2 separate regions of the Cyprinus carpio genome follow, and region 2 is linked to region 1. A link is a contact called in public Hi-C data. All regions are on one chromosome and are shown on one strand. Each heading gives the region's core, a stretch centred on a gene start, on an enhancer-like site or on the middle of the called end of the contact. The rest is flanking DNA. Distances are from core to core; before and after follow the strand shown.

Region 1 (7,734 bases), core at 2,238-4,737:
TATAAGATGAATGTAAGCACTGGAGTGTGTGAACCTTTAGTGAGAGGGAGGAAAATATCTCGTAATTACTGTAAAAAAGCACAGCGGCAGTGCATTACTCTGATAATGATCAAAAGGAGGGAGGATGATATCATTAAGTTGAAATGCTCCCAATTTCTGAAAAAGGCGCCTGTTCTCAAAAAGGCGGAATGTGTAACTGAGGCCCTACTGAGACATAAGCAGCTCTGATTCTGAGCTGTATCCAGGGTCCCCACCCCTCTCGCTCTTCAAACACCATGTCTATGTAAGTCACACATTGAATCCTCTCAAACCGAACAGAGTGAACCCAATGTCACAATTCCTAAATGAACACCAAATACAGACGAGTTATGCCAAATTACATTGCTGTCTTGAACAATGCTGCTTACTTTGATAAAATAAGTTTCTCGCTCAGCTCTGAGTAATGCATGATCCTATGGGAGCATGGTTATATAATGACCCACTTTTCAAAACAAATAATTTGTTTCCTTTCAAAGCAAGGCTGTTTTGATATAAAGCACCAGATAAGTCCTATCCATTTAGGTGTGTCATCATTACCTTGAGCAACGTAGTGTCTTCAGAGGGGCAAGTATGCATGAATGAGAAAAGACTAATGGATTTCAGAATCAAAGCTTCGCCTCCCTAATAGATTAAGAGGAACAGAGTCCAAATTCTAATTATAGTCTTAATTAATGAGGCTGAACAGTACCTCTTTAACGGGTGCAGCCATATTGTTTTGGCTCTGGAAATCATGCACAGGAACAATGTGAGCTGGGAAAAGAGTTCCAACTGTTAGTGCCAAAAAAGAAAAAAAATCATATTCATATTTTACTTGGAGAGCCCTTTTGAACAAATAATAATAATAAAAATAATAAAAATTTAAATTTGCAATACCTCCATGAGGAAAGTAAAAAAAAAAAAAAGGAAGAAAGAGCGATTGGGAGGACTGGATTGGGACCTCAAGATATGGTTAAAGGTGCTGTATGCAAGATTTTGACTCTACTAAAGCATAATAATAACATAATATGTTTGCAGATATTTAAGAAACATGCTAAGTTAACATACTTGTTTATCTGAAAAACAATGCTACAGTCAGTTATTCTCCTTTGAAAATGTTTGTTCCGGGCCGGAATTTTGGTCTCTGTTTTGGTTTGTGAAACCCACCCACTGCCAGTTTACCCAATTGTATTTCGGCACCCCGGATTGCCAGTTGGCGGAAAACACCGCTTATTTCATTTCATTCATCATCAAGTGCGCTCGTTCCTGTTGGTGTTGTCAGTCTGGCAACCTGTGTGTGCGTCAAGTCTGAGAAGGAGGGGCCGGGTGAAAAAAACCCTCTCCAATATTTTGAATTTGGACTGCAATACCTAGTTCAACCACTCCAGGGCTCAATATTGAGTCAATATTGCCTATATGGACAGCGATTAAAAAAAAAGTGAACTTGTAAAACTGTGGTTTTAAATGAGATGCAGTCGAAAAATTGGGTGCACCTAACTTTTGTGCTGGTGCACCTAAGAAAAAAAGTTGCTCTAGAGCCCTGCACTCGGTGTCAATCCTACATACAGCACCTTTAAGTAACTGCCATATATAAAAGCTCTTTCGAGAAACATTCTTTTGACACACAAACAGGGCTTTAAATTGTTCCTCAACAGCCTTTAATTCTTCAGTATCAATGAAGGAAGATGTGCAGATTCTAGGCACGCTGCATAACAAAGATACAACTCGTTTTTAGAAGAGAAGGTCCTTAACGGCCAAAAAGCACATCTACTAAAAAATGAATTTTGGATTGCGTCAAAGATCGGCTCATCAGATTACTAATTGGTGCTCATCAGAACACAAATGTTTTATTTCTGGAACCATTATGTTTGCATCTCTTCCTCTTTGTGCATGATCACGCATTGTGAACTTTGGCGTAATCTGCAAGCTGAGAACTTGCTCTTGTTAGCTTGAATAAGGTGTCTTTATCACATCAGCTCGTAGTGCCAAATCTATTGCTGTGCACTAATTGAATGTGTGGGATCTGCTCTTCTAATGTATCAGCCACATGTCATGTCATCCCATGACAAAAGCACATATAACAAGACTTCAGATCGTTTCACTTTTAATTAAATTAAATTGCCAAACCGTCAACTTAGTTGCATGAACATATTGAATATATGGCATTTTATCTCTTTAATACTTAACACTCCAGTATTATCAGAAAACACAAGGTCCTAACATGTTACCTTCTCATGGTTATCCAATTAACCAGATGATTAAACTTTATTTATATTCATTTGAATTATTAATGTTGATGAATTAAGAATAATTTAAATGATATATACAATAATAAAAAAAACATTAATAATGAGAACAATTTATATATAAAAATACAACACGTATTATATAAAATGTAATAATATAAATATATAGATAAATATACAATTATCTAATAAAGTAAAAAAAAAAAAAAAAAGTAAAATCCATCAATGACATTTTGTCTGCTTAAGTCTGGGTCTAGATCGATTTGAAAAATTCACAATGTGGGAAGAGATTTTTTTCTTTTTTGTGTCAATATAAAATAAAACAGTGGCAATGATTTGTAAGTCAACAACGGGATCTGAGTAATTTGAGAGAAACTAGGCCTTCTGTTCCCTGCAAAAGTCAACAGCAAAATAAAATCTGAAACGAAGATGATCCGAAACCAAACATTCTGCTGGAATCGTGCTGAGCTGCCATATCAGAGAACTCTGAGAGGAAACTAAGCCATTTTGTTTCACAGTACTGATGATTCATCCTGACCTCCAGCAACTGTACATAGTTAGGTAACACCGAATCGCTTCAAAAGAGAAAGAATTGTGCTACAACACGAGCCTGATATTTCACGAACAAAAAGATTCATTTGCACCCCAGTTGGGCATGTCAGCATGATGAAAAAGCTTTCTTTCCCCAAAGAGGAGAGCCGGTGTATGTGCTTGGATTAACTCTTGGATCCTCTGCACCATTCCTTTGGCTTAACTGGTGATCAGAGCATTGCGCTTAACTCGTTCAGGCAATATGAGGTCGCTCTACACAGGGGAGAGGGTAGAAGAAGAGTGCTGTGAGCCGCATTCCTGCAGGCTCTGCTCTGAGATGTCCCTGCTCCCTAGTGCCTTCTGCTTGTGAAAAATCAGAAGTATGCAAGGAATTGCCATCTGACAGGAGCACTGAAGTGGTTCCTCTCCAAGGCAGCCACGCTGGCCGAGGCTGTTTGGAACAAACAACAGCTGCGCTATGTGATCAGAGATCCAAAGTGCTACGTGACCACAGAGCCAAAGGCTTGAGACCTCTGGGCACACACTCCTCGCCACACCCTGTAATGCCACTGTCAACTAAGCACTGTACGTCCAGTACCTTAAATCTCCTCAGATACTCTGGGCTGGGCCATCATTTCCTGAATGAAAATAAATTTAACTTCAATTGCATTATTTATGGGTAATTAATAAACAAATTACACAATATAAAGGTATATTCATCAATAACAGACCTAAATATTCTTAACATTTCTCAAAACTAGAGTAAAAACTAGTTGCGGATTCTAGCATTCGAGATGACAGCAAAGACGGGAGTGTTCCCATGGGCAGCACAGGGCACCGCATAGATTCGCACACTCCATTTCTCTATCACTCATCTGCGACAGTTTCACGGGACTGTGCTCACACTCTCTGAGCTATATTTCGCTTCCCCCTCTTACTTCTGCTGCTAACTGTCTGCCTATGGGAAAAGTCTTTGCACCCGCTCAAAGTCAGTACAAGTTAAAATTATCGAGTAAACTTATCAAGCACCTTCATATGATAGATAGATAGATAGATAGATAGATAGATAGATAGATAGATAGATAGATAGATAGATAGATAGATAGATAGATAGATAGATAGATAGATAGATTTTACATTTTTATTTATATAAATAATTTTCCCAATTCTCTCATTTATTATATAATGCAATATGTTGTATTATTTCCTAAAATATTTCATTAAAATATATGAATATAACTTTTAAAACAAAGTGTAAATTTTTTGCTTATGTCTTTTTTACCAAACCTTGATGGCGGCATAGCCAAGTTAACATTCCTTCAAAATATTGAATTCCAATTTAAATGGTGTAGATATTTTTGCATTACGATATAGCATTAATAGGCTAACCCCCGGGTGTCATTTATATCTAGCAACATCCTTGTTTCAAATCTCTAAATATTGATTCTACAGAGATACGCTACTGTCGCAAAGGGACTATGCTAGTGGGGACTGGCTCATAAATGTCTGACAATTATTAAAAGACTGATGAGAGGCATCAGGCACATAATAGCAATGAATTCTACTCTATGTTACTGAAAAAGTACTCTGAGGTATTCATTACCAAAAAGCTCTGAGTGTTATACTGTAGATGATCTCATAGGAGACTCAAAAAACAATATTATCTCCCACTGTGTACATCCAATCAAGTGAGTATCGGACACTTAACACTCAGTTAGCACAAATGTCTGTGTGTGTGTGTAGTGTAGTGAAGTTGGCAAAAAGATGGTTAAATACCACCTGCCTCTGCCTCTCACTGCCACAGACTGCTTATGACAGGTTGCCTGGTCATTGTGCACAACAGTCTTAGAGGGATGTCATGGTCCAAATGCTTGCCGGGTTCTGCTGGGTCAGGTATGTAGCAAGCTTACGCCAGCCGTATAAGGACTGCTACAGTACCAGGAAAACAGATGCACCTGTCAATAGGGGGAAGGAAACTCGAGGGGGCCGGGAGGGATGGAGGAAGGGGGCCTTAAAGGAAATGCTGAGTTTATTTACCTGCCTGTCTGAATCAGCTGCTGAAACACAGTTAACCGTTTCTTGCACAGAGACAGACACATACACAGACAGAACGGAACTTCTTGCTGAGCTGCACCTGCACTACGTCTAATGATGCTGCTGATGATTACCTTATAGTAATAACTTTCAAAGTTTTCCAGAAAAAAAGAAAAACTTTTCAAGATCATGTGAGAGAGCATGAATCTCGCCGCCTGTTGTTCCAGCAGTCATGCTCTTGTGCTTGGGTGTTTTGTAATGTTGAAAAAGTAGCCCTAGTCTTTCGATGACATAGACAAAGAGGCCCACTAGAGTACGGAGGCAACCCTTGTATTTGTAACTGTCAGGGAGGAACAGTTGGACACATGACCTTGTGTGCGTCCTTGGTGACTTGACAGTGTGTGTACACACAAGCAGCGGGGCAGAGATGCTTGCAGCTGCCGCCATTTTCCGTCATCACATGACTGTTTACACCCGCTCTATCAAACGCCCAAACCCACAAATCAGCTCTGGCACAACTTAATGCTCTTCCATCTGGGGGGAAAATGCGGCTCAGAGGCCTGTGTCACAACCTCTGAGGTTTTCTGTGAATGATAATTGTAACATGCAATTTTTTTTTTCATGAGAAGCCATAGAAAAACCCTTGATAATATCCTTTTTATGTCCTCATAAAGGGCAGAGACACTTCAACATCCATCACTGGCTCATAACGGTTTGGCCTAGATTTCCAAATATCAGGAGAGAGAAGGGGGTGGTGTTCTCTACTGTAACATGCCAGCTTTACTCTAAGCAGAGGAGATGTGATTGAGGGAGACCCGCTTATCCGGTGGCATGGATAGCAGCTGTAAAGATGGTGCTACTCCAATAGGATAAAGAAAGAGGGCGACATACGTCCTGAAAATGATATCCCCTATTACAAATCAACCATATCAATCATAAAAACATGAAGCAGATTCAGAAACCCCTGCGACGCGAAACATCTATTGACACAGGAGCTGATGCAGTCACCCCAGAGGACTTACCCGCAGGGCTGGAGCCGACACCGCTCGGCATTGTGAGCTCTGTGAGGGCCCCCAGCATGTCACCTAATGAGACGCACAAAATGAGATGATTAACCATCTGCATCTTTTATCTCCAAGTGTGCGGGTACATGTGTGTGACAGGCCAGCCTTCACACGCAGCGTTCTGCTCCCTTTAGGGTGTCAAACACATTTCAATGTTGCAGAATTTTAAAGAGCGAAAGTGCTAACCTGCTAAAGCAAGAATCACTATTGCTCATACTGAACAAAACCTTAATTCTAAGTATTAAACTTTGGGATGTATTGTACTACGGACATGAATGATTACTCAAATCATGTGGCTTGTTGAGCAGAAGGGTGATATTATTTATCTAAGGAATCTGACAATAAAATCTATGAGGGGAAAACGTATTACACTGAAGGAAAGACCCGGGTCATGAATAGAGACAATATCATACAGACTTTAAGCTGGGCCAGTCAACAATCACCCAGAACACAGGCATGGGGGATAAAAAGGTATCGATATTTATCGACGGTACAGCTTCTTCGATGTCGATATAAAAAATGTTTGATATAGCAGACAATATAGGCACGTGCTTTGAGTGACGCAGACAGCACACACAAACACGAACACATGCTGAAATGAGTGCTGTTCCTGCCTGCTGCGTTATTCATTCAAAATATTAGAGGAGTATAGAAGCTCAATGCGGAGAAGATCTTGATCAAGGTTAAAACCGAAACCAAGCCATTCACACAGAACATATATTCAGTGCAATATGACTGTTGCACTCGCGTCTCACACAAGAGATGTACAGAGGGCCATGCAAAGTTAAAACAGTTTAAACTTTTAGAAAACACATCACAAATTTGTGGAGGTTTATTCCTTTTCATTGCATTTTTAAATGCAATCTGTGTGAATGGCGCTTCGGCTCTTTGGATTAAGCAATGCATAAATACATGATGCTGTTTTGTTCATAATTGTTTATGCAATTTACGAAATTATATTTGATTTTTATGAGTTAATTTACAAGTAATGCACGAGTTACTTCCTTGCGTTGACAATTTAAATGCGCTGCATTATTTTGCTTATTATTATTTTGACCTCAAAGAAACTAACAGATTAGCGTCAAAGCATAGAAATGTGAATATAAACAAATCTGACAAATACAAAACAAATAGCCCATTACACAAGATAATCTCAATCAAATCTTGCCATCGTGATTTCAAGCAATATTTGTACTGATGAGTACAACCTCCAGAGAGCATGTGCTGGCCTGTGGAGGGTGAGCGTTTGGGTATTGCTGAGGTCAGTAATGGGTGTTGTTGGAACATCAAACATTATTCTGCAGCGATGCAGTGCAGCAGTGTTTTTGCACTTTACTATGATCATGCCTCCCTCCTACATAGCAACAGAGATAAAAGGATGACTAATGTGTCCAGTGCAGAAAAACATGCATTTAACTCTCGTGCTATAACTTGAAGACATATAAGTTGCACAAAGGCCAAATGCAAAACAGCTATTTATGGATTTTCAGGTTGCAAGGTTCCTCATAAAGGTTCAGAATAAATGTAAAAAGCTTTCTGTTGCATCTATTGTAACAGAAAAATGTTTATGAAACACATTAACTGTAATTGTATCCACTTTTTGTATGACAGTCATTCTGTCTGTCTGCCTGTCTGTCTCTCACTGTTCACACTAGGGCTGGTGCGGCCCAGCCACAGAGCCCACTGCTGTCAGACCAGCTTAAAGATCAGATGGTATTAAAGCCTGCTGTCGTCATGGAGACCACTAACTGATCTCACTTTCTTTTCCACTTGTGCTAGTGCTAAGAAGGTGTGAAACACAAAAAGCATAACAAGAAACATATAGATGTCTGTACATAGCAGCT
Region 2 (7,734 bases), core at 2,547-5,046, 79 kb after region 1:
TACACTGTGACATAAATGTTTTTTCAGTCACATTGACACACGGCTTCTATTTTCGGGAGCTGAGCTGACAAACTCAGAAGCAGCAGCAGTCGCTCTTGTCACAACATAAGCTCCTCCCCCAATATGACGAACACTGGACGGAGTCAATCTCCTACGGCAAGCCCTTTTAACATATATTCTTAAAAACTGAATAGTGTCTATCGTCTCATTGGTGTAACTTTTTTTTTTTTTTTTTTTTTTTTTTTTAAGATTTGAAATAGGGACTAGGTTCTTTTTCAGTTTTACTAGTAACTATTCTTTAGTCACAGATAGGTCTAATAATGATTAATTAATAACTATAGGCCTATCAAGTTACTGGAATCTATAGCTCTACTAGTAGCCTACTTATTTATTTGATAGTAGGCCTACTGTACCTATTTTTAAGACACAACTAGTCACTACTATCTCAACTGCATTTTTATTTATATTATATGTAATGACCAGTCAAACAGACTACTTTATAGATGATAAATCTTATTATTAAAGTCAGAAATCAGAATTATCACAATGTGTCTAATAAATAGGTACATTTATTTGTTACTAGGAATACTAGTAGGAATAGGCTACTATAAAACCTGAATACTAGTAGGTCAAACTATCAGAATAACTAAGCTACAAGTACTTAAAGATGTAATTTTAGTCAAACAGATTACTTCATATACTAATTAGATTCTTAAAAGTAAAATTGGACATTTTATAATTATCAGAATGCATATTAATGTCTAATAAATAGGTACTAATGTCTCAATTTCTATCGGTAAAATTGAAATACTAGTAGGCTTAAATACTGGAGTAACTAAGACGTGCTAGTCCGTAAAGTATCTACTTACAAATAAAACTGGAAAAGGTACCACCAATAACTTGAAAAGAGAGGCTACTAGTCAGTCATTCTAAACCACAGATCTCCATATAGTTAAATGAAAAAAGCGAATCAGATTCAGGATAGTGGATAGTGGGGGGGGGACTTGTCACTATTGGATTACTTTGTAGAAATTAGCATGCTGTGTATTGTTTATACCTATTTATTTTTACTCACTTATTTCTATTTTGTTATCATTGTCTAGTCAGTTGTCAGCCTGTCTGTGCACTGGAAGCTTCTGTCACCAAGATAAAAAATGTTGTGTGTGTAAGCACATTTAGCAATGAAGCTCTTTCTGAAAGCTCTAATTCTATATTTGGTCTTAAGGAATAATTGTAACTTGGGCTTGCCATAAAAAATGCCGCCTCCTCGTCCTCCACCACCTCCTACTCTACTCGTGTCTCATCTCCAGTTTAAAAACAAATATGAAAAACTCAAGAATAGCGAGTTAAACATGATGAAAACAACACGAAAGAAGTCCGACACTGTGTTTTTGTCAAAGGTAAAAGGCGGCAAAGCAAGTGAGCGCGCGGCATGAGGCGAAAAAGAGAGGAAACGGCTCCCTAACCGCCACATCATGACATCACTGCGTTTAACAGTTTGAGAAAGCGAGGAAACAACCCGGATAGCCAAGTATAGGCTATGTGTATGTCATCGAATCGAGGAAGTGACAGTTAAAGCACCATTCCGAAAAAGTTAACAAAGACGGCACTGTTGAGTAAAATCATCAACAGCAACGATTAGTGGCTGGTTGCTAAAAGCCCGTTACATCCAGAGCAATTTTAATATTTATTACGGTTGTTAGAAAGGCACTACCTTAGATACGATTGACGTAAGTTCTATAAAACAACAGTAACAATAGGGTCAGTGCTTTTGAAGTGACATATTTCCCATCCAATCCAATCCCTCAGCGGCTTGTCAGTGACCAATCAGAGAAAAGAGGTTGGCTGCGTTTTACGTTGCATGTGGCAGTGTCACGTGTAGATGTAGGATCTGTGTAAGAGGTGTGGTACTGAACATGAGCTGTTTTTGCTGGGACTTAAAGGGAATTTGTGCTAACACCGTTTTACCACATGTGAAATGGGACATACAGGACATCAAAGGAATTACAACATGTTAAAACAATACAAAACAGTTATACAAGGACCAATAAATAAAACAAACCACAATCAGTTTTCAGAGGCCTTTGTAAATGATTTACATTTTTCAAAATTTAGTTTGTTTTCATTTGAAACACTACATTACAACACTAAATCATATTACTAAAATACAGCAAGAGTGTCATCACTTATAATACGCAGTATTAACTTTTGTAACAATGCAGACAAATTCAGGTGATTACTAACACACACTGACTGACCTCATTATCCAGTGTTTTAAGCACTTTGAGCTTCAAATTGCACCTGGACATAAATATAAGCAATCATCATGGATTCACACAACAATCAAAACTGGCAGCTTAGCCACTTTACAGTATATTTCATCTTTAGAATTTTTTTTGCACTTTGAGTAAACAGTTGGCAGCATGAATATAATTTATTGTCATTTTAGCAGAATTTTAGATTGTCAAGATAAAATAACACTTTCCTTGCTGATCCTTCCTAACAATGCCTGAAAATGTAAAACTGTAAAAGTACTTCATTATATCGGTTTCTTAAGACAAGGACATGTGCCACTTGAAATAAAAATACAACAGAACAATAGAAATATTACAATAGAAAATATAGCTATAGAATCCACAGCAAACTCATACTGCATTAAGTAATCCCTGGAAAAAGGCTACGGATATTGATGAAATCCCTGATTATGTGCTCTCTGTGACTTCACATTTTTTCACATTCTATTTGAAGCCTTGTAAAGCTGGAGCTGTACATAAAAATAGTTCCATCCGGGCTAGGCACATACTCTGGATCCCCTGTGCAAACACCCATGGGCACCAGAACCCTAACAAACCATACTGAACACCCAGCCTCCTGTGATCTAGAGATTAGCTAAAAAGAAACACTTTTTTCCAGTTTAGTGTTTAATCAGCTGTAACTAAAAATACAGTAGATAATGACCAGTAAGCAGAGTAAAAAGATTCTAAAATGCAAAAGTTATGTTTGTAGCAATAAAAAAAAAAAAAAAACAACAACTGAGGTCTTGATCAGATTTACTCAACATAGTAAAATGTGGTGCAGCAAACAACTAACACTGAAATATTACTCTGCATTTCATATACTTCAATACTGAATAAAAAGAAGCTGAAGACGTTTGAGAGATTCACAGTTTCTGTTTTATTCAAGTAAAATGAAAGTGGTGCAATCCTGCAAAAAAGTTACAACTTCAAGCATAATTATTATGAAGAAAACAAAAAAAAAAAAAGTTAAAAGTTAAAAGATGTACAAAGATATATATACACACACACACACACACACACACACACACACACACACACACACAATATATATATATATATATACTGTACTTTTTTTAAATAGCTTTTTCTGTATAATCATGCATTAATTTGAAGTGTGATTTTTCTGCTTGCATTGTTCCATAACTTACCAATTACAAGCAGCCAAGTCTTGTATACAATGGATCTACCCCATTGCCCCTCCCCATCTGTGAATGGCTGTGTAGCTCACCTGTTTCTTGTGATGATTGATTACTTTCACAGAACCTGCTGCTAAGGCTTTCCTCAGGTATCTTTCTCAGGTGTGCCACTCTTACTTTCTTAATTTCCCTTGTATTACTTTAATTTTCTCTCTCTTTCTCTGTCTCTCTTTTTGTCTGCCTTCCTCTCTCACGTTCTCTCTCTGTTTTGCTTTCTGTCTCCCTTGCTTTCCTCAAATCCAGACCAGCTGGCTTTGGACGGCTTTCTTCTTGCCCCTGTGAGGCCTGACTTCACACTCTCATCCCTGGGTCTTTCTGCCGGAAGGGAGCTGGGTGACAGAAGTTTGAAGGGTAGGATCCCAGATGGACGCTGACATGCTGGGCATGCGTGTATGTGACAGGGCTTGGCTCAGGGGAGTGGTGGACCAGCCGCAGCTGTCACTCACCAATACCAAGGGTGTTAGATGTGTTTTCTGTTGTTATTATTATTAATAAAAGTGAAAAAATGTGCTGATCAGAGAACAACAATGCCTGACTGTTCACAAGAGATGGAAGAAAGAAGAAAGCAAAGACACAGAATTCCCTGTTGTTTCGCTTTCTCATAATAAAGCCTTGCCAGTGCTCCCACCAATACTTCAAAGTGTCATTTTACTCGCCAATAGAAGTCATCCAAACATGAACCATTAAAATTTGAGCAAAATTTCAATAGTATATTGCCATAAAGTTTTGGGTTCAACAGAATAGTGAAAAATAAGCCAGCTGAAGCACTTAGATTTCCCTGTCAGCTGAAGTTAAAGTTTTGTATTGATGGGTCATTAAGACCTAGAGAATTGCAGTGGGGTTTATAAAGCATACTCAAATAGAAGACAGCTGACATTTTCAGCATTGTTCCCAACCACAAATAGCTCCAGTCCAGACTGCTTAGATACTACGCCACCAATTAAATAAAGGATTTTATAATATTACTCATATTATAACATATTAGAGCACCATAGTCAAGTTAGAGTTTCTGTCTGAACTTTCTTTTTGAAGAACAACGGGCTCATTGGACTCATAAACACACTGAAGGTCATCGTTTTGACAGCAGATTCTTGATTAAAACATCATTACAATAAAAACTAGACAGAACTAAACAAGCCAAAGTTCTTCAAATATCCCGCTCATTTTCCACAGTTCCCAGCTCATGCACAGAAATGGTTCCTCAATGTTAAGTATAATCTGACCTTTCAAAAATATTGAAAACAATAAGTTATTCATATATTAAGTGAAAGAGCATCTTGATACAATACGTTACCACTTGTTAATGCACTATAGGTATCATGAACTAGAAACACTTTTATAGCATATATGAACTTAGGTTAATATTAAATTCTATAAACTAATACAGGATTTCAAGTTAAACAAACTAACAAATTAATATTAGTTATTATAAATTAACCTGACTGAGTAATGAAAAATAGTTTAAATGTACATGACCTGTTCGTTGTTAATTCATGATACATAATGCATTTAATGGTATGAACTGAACCATATAGCGAAGTGTTAATAATAACGCTCTTTTTCACACTTTTTTTTTTTTAAACGATCTTTACCACAGCAGACAGAGCCTATAAAGGTAGGATGACAAAATAGAGGAAATGGAATAGCACAAATGTACATCAGTATGTATCTGTGCAGATTGAGTCTGTGCATTAGATAACTTTGCAGAGGCTCTAAAAATACCCTGTGTCTTACAGTCTGGCTCTGTTCTCTCATTAACGCACATAATTAACACTGAGCATGCCCTGCCATCACTGAGTAGCGCAGCACCGCACACAACTGTCACATACTCATGCATCTATGTAACATATCTAATCAAAACATCAGAAGTTTTCACCAACTACTTTTTCTCCTTTTGTTCACTCTAAAGTAACTAATATCTGAGCTTGTAATTATACACCTGACACTCTCACAACTTATTTTCCATTTTTTACCTCACAACTTAGAAATGTAGTAGGCTAGCGCATCCTTCAAATCGTCTGGGTTTCAACGACTTACAGACAGCTGCTTCCAGAATCAATAAAAGCCCTTTAATTTGCCCACCATTTGTTGAAGTTACTGTACAGCACCATTTATAAGAGAGAGAGCCATTTTGTATGAGCTGTAGCGAGTTCATTAAAAATTGAGCAAGGTCAGAAATGAAACCATTCCTCCCATTTTTCATTCAGTCCATAATATCAAGAATCATTTAATTAATCTCACAGAATGGCCTCAAATTAATTCACTTTGACACATAGCTGTCGGGTAATGTGACTAGAGATCTACTTGATAAACAAGATTGAAACTTAGGCGCATCAACAGAAATGATCTCTTGTTAAACTATGGTAAGGATCCAGAGAATTTTATCTCACGTTAATTTTTTTTTTTTTTTTTTTTTTTAGATCATAATAGTTTCATAGTTTATAACATAGTTTAAAAAAAAGTCTAACATCATTAAACTGTTCATTTAGAGTTGTTAAATACAATAAAACTGGAAGATATGGCGCTAATAATTTTATTACCATACAAATGCTTTCATGTTTTCCAAACCACTTGTTTGTTATTTTCAGATCCTATCTAATCTCCAATATACAATGCGTAATAAATCATTCATGTTTGCCTTGACACAGCCTTCATGATAATGTTTTGGTCAGATGGCCTCTGCTTGTATTCAAGTGCCCTCTAATGCAGTCCGTTATCAAGCAAAATATTGAACACCTTTCTCTAAAAAGAAAAAACAAAACATGTAATAGGAACAATCAATATCATTGTCCACTTTACAGTACCTTAAGTTAAGACAGTAAGGTAGACACCATAAAAAGCATTTGATCAATAAGGCCAAACACAGAACTAAAACAAAGAAGCTTTTATCACTTCACAAAGGCCTTGTACTGAAATCATTAATACACAACACAACCAAAGAGTTTCCAGAGGAGATGTTCAATGAACACCTGACACAAATACTGTACATCCCTTACTGCTCAACCTATTAACCAATTAGAAATTATTTTCAAGGTAAAATCACAATTATATGTGACCAACACCCTGCTGAGATAACCAATACAAGTATTTGTGTGACATTATACCGTCAAATAATTTACAATACATTATTATTATTTTAAAATAGCATTTTCTATTAATAAAATGTAATTAATTCCTGAGCTGATAAAGTTTGATTTTCAGCAGCAGTTACTCTTCAGTCACATGATCTGAAATGTTTCTTATTATCATCACAGTAGAAACCATGTAACGCATAAACACACAGAGTCACAGATGTTGAGACAATGTGTTAAAACACTCCTCTAACTATTAAACTCTGAGCACAGACCAAACCAAAGTTCCTGTTTGTTTTACTTCTGATCCATCCCAACATGCTCATGCTGATTCATATCTAAAAGTCTTATAAAATGCAGCAAGGCAGATCCCCAGGGGAAACTCCCATGTGATTTTCACTTGCTCTTATAACCTGACTGTAATCACTGTGGCTTTGTCTCCAGAAGGAGAGATCTGTGGAATCATTTGTCTACACTCTGAATGTTTAACCCAGACGTAATACATCAAAAAACCACAGTGAAAAGCACAGAGCTCCTTTAACACCATTCCAAAGAAAATACATCAGCAAATATAACATTGCAGGGTTACAGAAAAAAACACACTGCAATTTGAGATGTTGTAAAAGTGATCATTCTTGTGGATGATCATTTTTGCATATCACAACACTGTCTTAAAAAAATCTAGACCAATGCTTTCCTTTGCATTTTTTCTACTCCTTGCAGCTGAATGTGCATAATGCTGCAGAATATGAATTGTGATAAGCTCATAAAGCAAGTTTACATTTGTTTTTTCCTTGTTTTGGGATTAGAGAGGTACACTTTTCTTTCATTAACCTCCTCCATTTAAAACAGCCAGTTACAATCAGGCAATTTGACTCATACCACAGACCATTCATCTCATTGCCAAACTAATCCATGAAAAGAACTTATGTATTCATGTCTTACAAATGTGCTTGAGTAAAATCCTTTGGCAAGAGTGAGGCGGCAGAAGAAAGAGCTCTCTGTGCTGTAATAAGCCCTTGAAATTAACCAGCCTTGTAAATGCTTTGTCTCTCATACTCAGAGAACAGGAGCTAGCATCCCTACACTAAGCATGAAGTTTAGCAAGTGTCCTCCCTCCCCATCCCCATCCGTATTATTTTTTTCTTCTCCGACAGACAGAAGGTGCTA

What was found. Hi-C and Micro-C count contacts between places; a contact is called where the count stands out from the background.
Region 2: a Hi-C map of skeletal muscle shows a contact between it and region 1, with 2.4 times the contacts expected there. The contact joins the promoter of LOC109108812 here to the enhancer-like site in region 1. A contact is called at or near these places in 3 of 8 Hi-C or Micro-C datasets (liver, red blood cells and skeletal muscle).

What each region holds. Positions count from the first base shown.
Region 1 is chrA18:18,085,869-18,093,602 of ASM1834038v1, forward strand. All of the region lies in intron 7 of LOC109108812 (myocyte-specific enhancer factor 2A-like), which reads right to left. Among protein-coding and RNA genes, the nearest start is that of LOC109054899, 17 kb to the left of the region's middle. Within about 2 kb of position 3,488, at least 1 of the 8 cell types and tissues checked has an H3K27ac peak or open chromatin away from gene starts, as enhancers often do. A contact at or near this core is called in skeletal muscle, where this site is marked.
Region 2 is chrA18:18,164,082-18,171,815 of ASM1834038v1, forward strand. LOC109108812 (myocyte-specific enhancer factor 2A-like) reads right to left here and starts at 3,797. Exons shown (of 12, transcript XM_042775194.1): 1 at 3,526-3,797.